2 separate regions of the Mus musculus genome follow, and region 1 is linked to region 2. A link is a contact called in public ChIA-PET data. All regions are on one chromosome and are shown on one strand. The core of a region is the stretch at or near the end of the contact, and the rest is flanking DNA. Distances in the headings are between cores, read along the strand shown. Region 1 overlaps Eif3h (eukaryotic translation initiation factor 3, subunit H). Region 2 has its middle 40 kb from the start of Gm41320.

Region 1 (6,186 bases), core at 3,295-5,794, 67 kb before region 2:
TTATCCTATTTAACCCTCTCTAATACTCCAGGAAGGAGAGTGCCCCCTCTCTGTTAATAGTGCTAACAAAATAATCAGATGGAAATGATAGTAAACAATTAAGAAGGCAAACCTCTTTGATCTTTCTCCATGGCAGAGACAGTAGCATTGCTGGTTCAGGCATTTCTTTATGACGGTTCCTTTTAGGCCGCAGGCATAACCGGTGGTTTCCGTACCGGTGTTTGTATCCGAACAGATTCCTAGTCTACGTTGGTTCACTTTGCCTCTCAAATGAACGTTTCCCATGCCATTAATCTCCCCGTCAGTGTTTCAATGATTTTAGCTGTGTTAAAAATGACTTCTCATCCAAGTGCATTTGACTGTAAACTGAGTAAAGGTGTGGTAGGCTGATGGCTCAATGTTCGTGCACCGAAGAAGAAGCTGGAAGCACATTGCAGGCTGGGAGTGATGGTCACTCTAGACTACCTGTTTCTACCTGTTTCTGGCAGAGTCGGTTCAGCAGAGGGTCAGTTTGCATTTGGAGGTTTGTCTTCTAAAAGTGCTGTCAGTACCATGCTTTTGGAAGTTGAAATCATTATTTTCTACTTGGTGAAGTTAAGCTACTAAAAGACAAATTGTGTGCTATCTATCATCAGTTCCCGAGTAAGGAAGACACTTTCCAGAAGATACCACCATGGCTTTCAGGCCCCTAGTTCAGACCGTGCTTCCAGCTAAGGTCAGTGATTCTATGAGTCACTTGACACCAACCTTCTGTAATCTGCAAGCAGTCCTAGGTCATCATTAGCTTTCTTTTGAATATTTAGTATGTTCGGCATTGGTGTGTCTCACTCTGGTTTTTTGATTTGCTTTTTGAATTGGAGACTGAAGTTGATGCACAGATCCATATAGGAGAAACTTTGATTCAGTTTGACAGTCGTTCCTTCTCATATATATCCCCACCCTCAGTACACTATTTTTATTGTTTTGAAAAGTACTCATGACCCCATTCTCTCCTTGCACATTAAAAAAAAAATCCAGAGTTATAGCATTGTCAAGTCAAGATATTATTTATTGTAGAAATAAGAGTCCATTTTTTAAAACTACACAATCGTTTTTATTGAAGCTACATGTGGAAACTATATTTAGGGCTAGATACTAAAGAAAATCTCGTCTACTTGAGATATTTTGAGGTATTTCTCTCTTATTGGACAATGTAAATGATAGCACTTCCCGTCTTGTTTTGATAGCTGGAATGCCAAGAACCAGAAGTTACCCGTGCTGAGTCACTCTGCTCACTCCTAATTCCTGTGTTCTCTTCGCTAATGCATACTTTTCCTGACCTGATATGACTGGTTATTTTATATAATTTAGCAAAAGCTACTTCATACCCTTTGTAGATTGGGGTAGGGCATAAACACACAGACAGTTTTCTGATAATTGTTGCCTTTTTTAGTAGATTATCAACACTCCATTCCTTCAGAGTATTTGTAGCATCTCGTTTTTTTTCATCAACTACATTTTCTTTTTCTTTTTTTTAAAATATTTTTTATTACGTATTTTCCTCAATTACATTTCCAGTGCTATCCCAAAAGTCCCCCATATCCTCCCCCCCACTCCCCTACCCACCCACTCCCAAGCATCTCGTTTTATAATCACACTAACCTTGTAGAAGTGCCTCCTAGATGGCTGTAAATATGAAAGAGATATTTTCTGCCTTACGAAAGGGCCTTATGAAGTATTTTGTCCACACCCAGGATTCTCAACTGCTTTGCCTGGCATATACTATGCTGGAATGGTCAGAAAGTCATTTTGTGGCAGTTTTTCATGTAGTAAAGAGTCTGTCTCTGATCCCATGCAGGTAAATTAATTTGAGATACACAAGTGTCAGATGACACACAGTTAACTTCCCAATAGATTTCCTAGCTGTATTTTAAGATTTAAGCTGTATTTTAAGATCCTGATTAAGAAGACAGGACGAAGATCTGCTATTCTCTTACTTTCTTCTGTTTTATGGGCAACTCCTTAAACCATAAAGGTTCCTTATACCAGCACCACCCCCCAAATATTCCATTAATTGTCAAAAGCTCTTAATAGTTTAAAAAAAATAAACTAGTGACCACCCTCTTGCCTTACTTCTAGTTCCTTGTCCCCAGCCTGACATTCAAAAGAAATTATTTTGCCAGAATTCATATTTAGTTGAAGGACTATATCTAACCAATCAGGACAAAGGCAATATTTTGCCATTTCTTTTAAATAGGACAGTGTAGTTTCTAGGTAAAGAATAACTTATATTGGACACTTTATTGTGAAAAATTGAGCCATTACCAAAATTCAAAGCCGTCCCAGGAGTGGCATTACTAACAGATGTGTTAATTGAAACAAGGGATGAATGCATGATACAGACGGGGTGAAGAGAGTATGGAACTTTTGAGAAATCTGTGTATTCCATAATTCTCTCCACCCAAAGTAGACTGTATTTAATTCTTTTTTCAAATGCACATTCTGTTTGCTTAAATCTACATCTGCTACTAGCTTTGAACATTGCCCGGAACGTATGTGCGGCTTGGCAGCGAGTCTCACTATGAAAAAGCAAGTACAGAATAAAGTTTGTCTTGCTAAATCGTCACAGACTGAGTGCTCCTTGACATCCCATGGAGCTGCGGGGAAAGAGACTTGTGATTGTTTTCTTTAACGTCCTCTCCTGGCCATAGTGCCTGAACAGATAGGAGAGTTTTATATATTACACTTTGACAATATGAAAATGTCTGTTGAAATCATTAGTTTGTTTCAGGGCCATTGTGTGATTTTGCTTGTTCTTAAGGCCATTTGCATCTTCTGATTGGGTTTTCCCCTTTGCTGTGAAGTGTGTGCTCTATCACTATGTCTGCCTGCTTGCTTGATCTGAGCCAGCATTTAATGACAACTCAATCTTGACCCAAGTTTCAAATAGTTACATAAAATGTAATGTCTTGGGAGTCTGACTTCACATTGACTCCGGTACCTAAAAGCCTTTGGAAGTGGTCTTCCCACTTAATGGCTTACTGGTAGTGCTTTGTTACAGTGCTGGAGCACGAGGAGCCACGGTGACTCCTCATTGTAGCTTCTGGGGTATGTCTGCTGCACTTTATGAGTCAGATGCCATTACTCCACATCCCCAGCAAGATTCTCTGAAGGAGAGGCGCCCTAGGCTTTCGAGTCAGAGTCCTAAAGGCAAATTGAAGTCACAACTGTGGTAGATGGTTTTTGTAAAAGCAGTCCCGTAACCGTGATTAGCTTGTTGGAGTTATTGTGAGCTGGGTAATGTGCAGGCCATTTGTGAAGTCAGACTAGGAGATGATCACTATGGTCTAGTTCTTTTCTTGTGCCTAGACTTGGGTTAATTTTATATAATTTTGTCAAGACAGTAGCCCTTTCATTTGTAAACTTCGAGTTACTTTGGTCCCGAGTGTAGAGGGAGAGAGCCAGCTCCTTGGCTTCTACAATGCAAAATACATACAATAAACGCTTTAGAAAGATGATAAAGAAGAGGTATTTTAGATGACTAACTGAAGGTGTAAGGAGATGGTTAATAATTCTAGAGTGACAGTTCTCTGGTCCATATGGTAGGCCCGGAGTAACTCCAGACACAGCAGGTCAGTATAACATATCATGTTGTTTTCAGGGTTCTTTGATTTAAAAATAAAACAAAAGGAAGCCCTGGGAATGTGGACTTTTGAAGGAGTAGTAGTTCCTGGGCACTCTGCCTCAGGGCGTTTGTAGCTCTGAGCACTTGAATTCAACTCTTGCAAAAAAGGTGCCTAAGAAAGTGAAGGCGAGGATAGTGGGCCAGACCTGGACCGACCGCAGGAGCGTGATTACCAGACTCTCTGCTGACTGCGCAGGCCTGGTGAGTTAAGGCCTTGGTAGAGGTTCAAGGGATTTTTTTCAGCTTGAAAGCCCCCTCATATTTTGGCAGCACTTCCCTTGTATCCGAGTGTAGCTTTTATATTAGTAATTTTGAGTTGACTTGGTGGTAACCACCAGTTTGTCTGCAAAGTTTTTATTTGCTGCTTCTCGGTTGGTTAGGTGCGTGCCTTGATTTAAAATGTTAATTACATTTTATTTACAGTGTGGAGGAGGTAGGGGTGTGTGAGTGTGCATCTGTGGTGATCAGAGAACAACTTGGGTCTCTCCTTCCACACTCTGGGTCCCAGGGATAGAACTCAGATTCCATCAGGTTTGGCAGCAGGTGCCCTTACCTGCTGAGCCAACTCGGAACTGCTGAGCCTTACCTACTGAGTGTTTTTGAGCTAAGAATACTTTCTTCCCCAAACTGTTGAAATGCAGTTCTAAACCCTTCTGTTGAATACTATTATCAGTTTAAAAGTAGTTCCTCTTCAGAAGGACTTTCTCTTTGCCATGTTTCCCTGGGAAATTTCCAGGAACACTGGGCTATTAATTCAGAAGTGAATACCACTGGATGGTTGCTTCCATAGGGAAACTTTGCACCCAATATGGACATGTGTGACCAGGGTCCAGCTTAGAGAAGTTGCCAGCTCGTTGCTTCACTAGTCTGAATTAGCGCAGCAGTGGTGAGATGTAGCTCTCTATTAAGGGCCTTTTTTCCTTCCCTTTTATTTCTTTGGACTTGGCTCTCTTCCTTCTGTTGTGAGCCACTCTCTGCATAGGAAATGCTAGTGTGGGGTAGAACCCAGTCATAGTTCTCAAAGCTGTGGGCTCTAACTTGGCCTCACCCACATAACCCGAGTCTTCTCTGTTTATCTGTGGTTTATAGCTTAAAAGGATTCTGCTCTCACCTTCTCTGCTCACTGTTGATGGACTAGCAGAGCCACAAAAGATTGTTAACCTAGCAATCAAAATCCACAGTGGCCATTCTTGTTACCTATAAAACTTACTGTAATTGTCTCATCAGCACTTCATGGTTTGTTTCTTTGTGCCTACTGCAAGTCCTTAGAAGAAGATGGCTGCCTACTGATGTGTCACCTTAACTGAGTTGACTGAGTGGCTGCTGGGCGTGTGGCTTTGGTCTGGAAAGTTTAATGGCGCCGTGTGCTGCTTGCTTCTACTTAGCTTTAGCAGCAAGGGTCTTGAAAAATTGGGTGGGTGGATAAGGACCACTATGACAATGTTAGAACAAGGACAGTCCCTAAGCATCTGCAGAGAGATACTCAGTTCACAGGGCTGTTTGTGAGCCCTGTCTGTTCCTTAGCTTGCACGTTGCAGAAGCGCCACTTTCTGAGCTTGACCCACGTGACCTCTCAGAGAGCATGTGCTTTGGCCTGGGCCCCTCTCATCTTCACACAAGAGCTCCAGCCTCACAGTTAAAGACTAATCTTTATGATTTCTGTGTTATACCTCCACAGACCTTGTCAAATGGCAGTGTGTTTACTTTGTTACTTGTTTTAGAGGCAGAGGCTTCCTTTGTATGCCAGGCTGGCCTCAAACTCAAGATGGATCCTTTTGCTTATCTCTCTGAGTGGTAGCATACAAAATGTGACTTAAGAATTCTCAATTCTTAACATTAGGTGATGAACTCAATTACGAGGCCAGGTAATGAACTGACACTTAAGAACGGGCCAAGCACAGACTCGTTGTGTAGTAATGAAATTCCAGAGTACTGGAATGTTTTGTTTGTTTCTATGTAGATCAGGATTGCCTTCTTCAGCTCTTGACAGTTGATCTCTTATCTTTGTTTCCCAAGTGCTGAGATTTCAGGCATGCACCACATATATGGCTTACTTTGGAATTTCTGAAAGTAGTTGTGTTGAGTTACTTTTCTTTGTTCTTAGCCCTTTCATTTTTGTATTCATTTGAGGTAGGTAGGTGATTTGTGAAGGAGAATCTTGGTCATTCTCTATGGTGATGAAGAGGGACTTGTGTTTCCTTGTTCCTTCCTGTGATAATCAGGTCTCCTATTTTCAGTTCCCAAATTTATTTATGCATACAGCAGCCTTGGGGCTTGTATCTATGGCTTGTCTAGTTTACAGAAGAGCTTCATCTTCATTAGTCTTCTTGGAGGTCCTGTAGACTAGGGAAGAGTCGGGGAAGCTGGACATTTGCTGCTGATCTTGGAATGTTTTAAACCCCTGCGAGGCATTCTGAAAATGCTTTTATAAAGTCCACTTTATCCGAGCTATTTGAGGAGAGTCTCTTAGCAAGCTTATAGAGTACCCCCCAATGTATTTTAAGTCCTAGTGCATGCCTGCT
Region 2 (6,395 bases), core at 720-3,219:
CCTAAGGCCTGAGCGAGGGGCTCCTTTCGGAGTCTTTCAGTTGTTCTTCCAAAAGAGCCAGGTTCTGTTCCCAGTACCCACATATGACCCACAACCTTCTATAAATTCGATTCTACGGGATCTGACTCCTTCTTCTGGCCTCTTCTGACATTAGATTTGCATGTAGTAAGCAGACAAACATGCAGCAAAAACAATTATACACCTAAAACATAAAATAAATTTCAAAATATCTTTACTTTGAAAACGTTCAATCTCCTTTCTTTTAGCTTGTGAAGGGCATCCTGTTATCTATGTTCATTCCTCTGTCCAGTAGCTCGAGGTTCCTGATTCCATTTCTGACCTAGTCATCTCTAAAAAGAAATTAGACTTTAAGAATCCTCGTTTCCTGTGGATAGTCTCACAGCTTTATTAGGGGAAACAAATTCTGAGTATTTTTTCTACTGTCAGTCCTCAGCATGTAAGTATCAAGTTAGTAATATCTTTGTGTTCTATTGTTTTAGAATATTTGATTTTTTTAAACACTGCCGTTTGAGTTCCTGAAAGTAGTTTCATCAAAAACAATTACATGAAGTTTGGTTTGGGATTAGAACAGAATTTCCAATAATTTCTAAAATGGCCCTCAGCATACATCTGCCGTTTTTTTTTTTTCCATGTATTTATGCAAAGAAATGTTCTCAGGACAGGCAATTGGAAAAGCAAAATAGCTATCAACTGAGCAGAAACCTGAAGACTGAGGACCTTGCTCGATTCCATATTCAGACAAAATGTCTTCAGTTTTAGGTAAGAACGAAGCTCATTCACCCCGCTTGCTTTTGTCTTTACAGAGCGTGAAGTTGTATGCATGTCAAAGATATTTTAACAAGACGCTTATTTATGGCTTACTATCAATAAATGTTTGATCTTGTGTCTGTCTTTTTTGTACTGTGTATTGTATGAAAATTTCTTAGGTCCACACTAGTTGTAAGTAGAACAGGGTTAAGAAGCCCTTCTCTAGCCAGGCGGTGGTGGAACGTGCCTTAAATCCTACAGAGCAAAAGCAGGTGAATCTCTATGAGTTCGAGGCCAGCCTTGTGTACCCAGTAGGTTCCAGGACAACCAAGGCTACTGCACAGAGAAATGCTGTCTTGAAAAAACAAATTAAAAAAACCCCAAAACACTACCAAACAAAAAAGCCCTTCTCTAACTCACCACATACTTCTTTCTTTTTGTCTCTTTTTACGTAAACGGGTCTATCACCCGCATTTGTTTTTTTCTTACTATGTCAAAAGACTCTTTGCTCTCCTTGGGTTTCTAATATAAATAGAATTAGCAAGTTAAAAAGCCAACCAATGAGCCAGCCAGCCAAGCAACCAAGCAAACAAACACATAAACCACAAAGGTGTCTTCCCAACACCCACAGGACCTCCTCCACCAACCCATTTCCTGGCGGGGCTTCTGTGTTTGTCTCAGGAGGCCTTGTGCCCATGGCAGTGGTGGCTTCTTCAGCCGATGCTCTTATTTTGAAGGTAACTCACTGGAGCCAGAACGCGGGTTACTGTGCATGCAGAGCAGGCCACCTCTTCCCAAACTCAGGCAAACATTTGGAGCACAGATTGCAAAGCACCTGAATTTGAAATGTTTATTTCTTGGCTGGCTTTTATTTTCTTCCAACTATCAAAGGAACTCTGGCTCGAGATGATGCATTAATCACTTGTCTAATTTCATTTCTTAAATCCCAGTTATTTTTAAATGATAAGTAACATGATTTGCTGCCCTTTTGGAGTTAGAAACCTGTTCAGAATTTAGAGTGATAGCTGCTTCTTTGTTAGCAGCCTTTAGATGCGCTTTTTTGTTTGTTTGTTTGCCTTTTGTGATGGTTAAATGCTTGTGTTTCTTCTTTCTGGAATGCATGCCCCTTATTGATACAGTTCACGCACTCTGGGCTGTCTCACTTAGACGATGCTGACTCCCAGTAAACTGTGATATGGTTGATGCTTCTATAGATAAGTGAGCTACTACTCTGACCTACCCTGATTATTATGCAGTCCACTTGCTTTCCATCCTGAGGCCCTGAGGCCTTGCTAAATCGGGCTGACAGGATCACTGATTGAACTCTTCTGTGACTCAGTTTCTGTAGCCTGCGATGCTAAGCCTGTGATGTGTGACACTGATCACACGGGACATATGCACTTGTATGTATGTACATGTGAATTGCCAATCCAAGTCTTTCACCTTTTCCTGTGCTGTGAGTGTAAGCACAGCCAGGTCCTTTAAGGACTGATATATATCCATTGTAGGGTGTGTGTGGGTGGGTGGGGGTGGGGGGCAGTGGCACAGACTAGGTAGTCTTTGTGTCACTGAATGTCATTGGTAAGTTAGGTGGCATTATAGAATGAATTACGTTGCATAGAAAATTCAGATGTTAGTGTTTTAATCCTCTAGTGTCCCAGAATGTGAGCATATTTGGGGAGAGGGCTTTTAAAAAGGTCTAAGCTAGAAATGCAGTTTTCACTGGTGAGTCCAGTCTTATAAAAATCTTATAAAGAGAAGAAATGAGAAGACAGGGGTGGATGGATACCCTCCCCCACCCCCCATCCACTCAGACACATAACACATGCACACAGACACACAGATTCAGGAGAGAGAGAAAGACAGAGACAGAGACAGAGACAGAGACAGAGACAGAGACAGAGACAGAGACAGAGAGAGGATTTACTTGGAACGAAATAGGGGGCAGATGGCCTTCTACAAGTCCAGGGTAGAGGCCTTGGATGAAACCACACTTGTTGAACCCTAGTTTCCAGCCTTTAGGCTCCAGAATGTGATTCTCGTTGACGTGGTCCTGATAAACTAATGTAGCTAGGGGCGGGGTCACCTTCTGAACTGAATAGTACATATTTATTAGGATGGTCAGGGAGATGTTATGTGAATTTTCTTAACCCTGTAATTTCCCTTCCTGTAAACAGACTTTCTGTCTTTGGTTCTTGATTTGTTGTGATCCTCCATGTGATGATTCAGCAATGTTCTGTTTTAGATGCCAGATAGTTTTATGTCAACATGACACAGGCTAAATCTGAGAGGAGGGAACTTCAATTAAGAAAATGCCTCCATAAGATGGGGATGTAGGGCATTTCCTTTATTAGTGATGGATGAGGACCCAATCCCATTGTGAGTGTACCACTCCCAGGACTGATGGTCCTGGGTTCTATAAGAAGGCAAACTGAGCAAGCCATGGGAACAAGCCAGTAAGCAGCACCCTCCATAGTGTCTGCATCAGCTCCTGCCTCCAGGTTCCTGCCCTGCGTGAGTGTCTGCCCTCACGGCATTTGATGTTGAACTGCTACAAACACAGAACTGGGTGGAATAAAGCCTTTTCTCCACAAGTTGCTTTGGCCATGGTGTTTCATCCCAGCCATAGTAACCCCAACTAAGACCCAAGCCCAGCTTCATGGGCTCCTCAACTTACAATGGCGCTACAACCTGCTGAGTCTAAGTTGAAAACATTGTAAGCTGAACACACCTAGGCTCCTAAAGGGCCCATCTTTGCAGCATAGCCTGCTGGGTTCCTTCAGTGTTGTCATGCCTTCCTCTTCTGGTGGTGGGGATGACATTGCCTGCTATTCTGAGAGAGAGGGTGGCACTGTGAACTGCTACCTGGAAGGGGCTCAGCATATAGATATAGTTCCTTCTGACTGTCATTTCCACACTGTCAGGGAGTTAGACAGTCAGAAGGCCACAAGTCAAGCTGTAGTAAGTGGTGTGTGTGTGTGTGTTCATTTTGTAGTCTGAGAGGGCAATGGACTGTGGAATCCAGTAATCCCAACTGTGATTCGAAGGCTGCTCCTCTACACTGAATGAAGAGGAAGAAGACACTACTGTCACCAGCCTAGTGTTCTGCCATGGGCTTTGTGCAATCATGGTTCCTCTTTATTTTTACCATAGACTTGCCTGATGTATGTGTGAACCCTATTTCACAGATGGAAAATCTGAAGACATGGGAATTACTCTAGTTCCAGCAAGCTGGCTTGCCTACACATTTCAAACACACTGGCTCCAGTTGAGTGATCCAGGTAATTAAAAAACCCTCCCCCTTCCCATATTCTGTTTCTCTGAAGCAAAAAATGAATGCATGAGTGCCAGTATTCTGCTTGCCTTCCTCCCTTTATGTAGTCCAGAGTCCTCCATCTTGTATGGTCTGGCCTGTAGTTAAGATGGTTTTTCTCTCATCAACTAACAAAACCAAGATGTTCCCTCACAGACAGTCTCAAAGACTAACCTCAGCCTTGACTGTCCTCATGGGTGTTCCCAAGGTTTGCTTCTTAGGTATCTAGTTCACAGTGACCACTTCTTATTGATAGATTCTTCTCTCATACAATACATCCGGACCACAGTTTCCCCTTCCTCCACCCTTTACATCTCCCTCCCCCACCACTCCTCTCCCCCAGATCCACTTCCCGATCATTTAGCTTCAAGAAGGAACAGGCCTCCAAGAGACAGCAGCCCGACATGACAAAACAAGATACAATAAGACAAGGCAAAGGCCCTCATGGTGAGACTCAACAAAGCAACCCAGTAGGAGGAAAAGAGTCCCAAGAGCAGCCAAAGGAGCTAGAGACTTACCTACTCTTATTGTTAGGAGTCTCACAAAAACACCAAGCCAACAGCCATAACATACTCTCATGGTTCAGACCCATGCAGGCACCATGCTTGCTGTTTCCATCTCTGTGAGCCCATAAGATCCCTGCTTCATTCACTCAGTGGGCATGTTCTCTCGGTGTCCTCTGTCCCCTCTGACACCTAGAAGCTTTTCTCTCCCTTTTCCTTGGGGTTCCTCAAGCGCTAAGGGGAGGGACCCAGTGGAGACCACCAGTTTAGACTCTGCATAGTATCTGATTGGGTCTCTCCATCCTTTCCCACCTGCTGCCAGAGGCAGCCTCTCTGATGATGACTGGATAAGACACTGATTTATGAGTATAGCAGAACATCGTTAGGGATGTTTGTTTTTGCCAGTCTTCCTTGGTTCTACCCTAGCTGGGTCTGTAGGTTATCCAGTCTTCAGTGCCTGGCCATCCAGACAGTGACAGGCATGGGATCCCTCTCATACCATGGGTTTGTTTCAAGGAGAAGATTTAACTTCAGGAAGTTGCAGGTGGCTATATATTCTTTGCTGTTTTTCTCCTTTCTCCCCCATCCCTTTAAGATAGGCTCTCATGTATCCTGGATTGGCTTCAAAAGTAGTCAAATATTATTTAGATCTACTGACCCTCCTGCCTTTGCTGGGTTTTTGGCTTGCACTATGGCCAGTTTCTGCCATGTTAGAGATTGAATCTAAGGCTTCCTGCATGCCAGATAAACACTACTAACCGAGCTATAATCCCTAGCCCTCACTGCATTTTTATTTTTAATAGAGAGGAAAAAATGGGCGCCAAGTTTGAAAGCACTTAAGAGATACCTGTAACAATGTTCTTCTTTCTCTAAATACTCAGCATCTTTCCAGCCACTGGGAGGGCGAAAACTGAAAAGAGAATTCTGATTTCAATTGACTAGGGAAAATGGAAGCAGAGCCTGTCTGTAAATGAGTAAATGTCTGCCACAGTGGACATCATCTCTGAGAGCTAAACACATTCGTTCTGTTTCTCTAGTCTGGGAAGCACATTGTGGTAATGAGACAAGTTACTCAACTCTGAAGAGCCTCTTTCCTTCCTGCCAGCCTTGGGAGCTTCTCCTGATAGGATGGAAGTGAGAAAAATTAAAATCAAAGCAAGGAGTTCATGATTGCTGCTGGCAAGAAGAGGTGCCCACTAAGCAGAAATGGTGATGGTTTTATAAACACACACAGTGATGTGTGTCTATGGACAGGCACAATAACTTTGCTGCTTCTAAGCCATGGACTTTCTCCATCCCTCTTTGGCTTTTTTGAGACAAGGTTTCTCTGTGTCGCTCTGGCTGTTCTGAAACTCACAGTGTAGACCAGGCTGGGCTCGAATCAGAGAATCATCTACCTCTGCCTCCCTATTGTTGAGATTAAAGACTTGTGCCACGGCTGCCCCATGGACTCTTTCTTAATCTACCCTTTGTCCAGACAGGTAGAAAGCCCGGGATTCTCGGGTGGGGTCTATTCCCTCCTCCTTAGTGTTTGACTGAGCATAGGAGACTGGAGGGAGATTTCTAGTGTGAAGTTACAGAGAGAAACATTTGGTTGGAGCAAAAGGACAGACCAGGAGCAAACACTCATTGGAGGTTCTGTTTCCAAAACAAATCTAAGTTTGTGGCTAGTGAGATGGCTCAAGGTCCCTTCTTACCAAAGCTGATGACCTGATCTTTCCCTCTGGAACATAGGGTAGAAGAAGAGAAATGGTTTTAATAAATTGTCTTCTGATGTCCACAAGCAATATGCACCCTCAAACCCACAAACA

The links. ChIA-PET counts read pairs in DNA pulled down with a chosen protein or histone mark.
Region 1: an RNA polymerase II ChIA-PET map of effector CD8 T cells shows a contact between it and region 2, with 16 read pairs. The contact joins two enhancer-like sites. A contact is called at or near these places in 1 of 15 datasets of contacts at CTCF or cohesin (CD8 T cells), 1 of 484 Hi-C or Micro-C datasets (MC3T3-E1-derived osteoblasts), 3 of 115 datasets of contacts at active chromatin or transcription factors (CD8 T cells, effector CD8 T cells and embryonic stem cells) and 1 of 9 other capture datasets (adipose tissue).

What each region holds. Positions count from the first base shown.
Region 1 is chr15:51,801,794-51,807,979 of GRCm38.p6, reverse strand. All of the region lies in intron 2 of Eif3h (eukaryotic translation initiation factor 3, subunit H), which reads left to right. Among named protein-coding and RNA genes, the nearest start is that of Gm41320, 30 kb to the right of the region's middle. Within about 2 kb of position 4,544, at least 61 of the 459 cell types and tissues checked have an H3K27ac peak or open chromatin away from gene starts, as enhancers often do. A contact at or near this core is called in CD8 T cells and effector CD8 T cells, where this site is marked.
Region 2 is chr15:51,731,880-51,738,274 of GRCm38.p6, reverse strand. No RefSeq gene overlaps it. Among named protein-coding and RNA genes, the nearest start is that of Gm41320, 40 kb to the left of the region's middle. Within about 2 kb of position 1,969, at least 22 of the 459 cell types and tissues checked have an H3K27ac peak or open chromatin away from gene starts, as enhancers often do. A contact at or near this core is called in CD8 T cells and effector CD8 T cells, where this site is marked.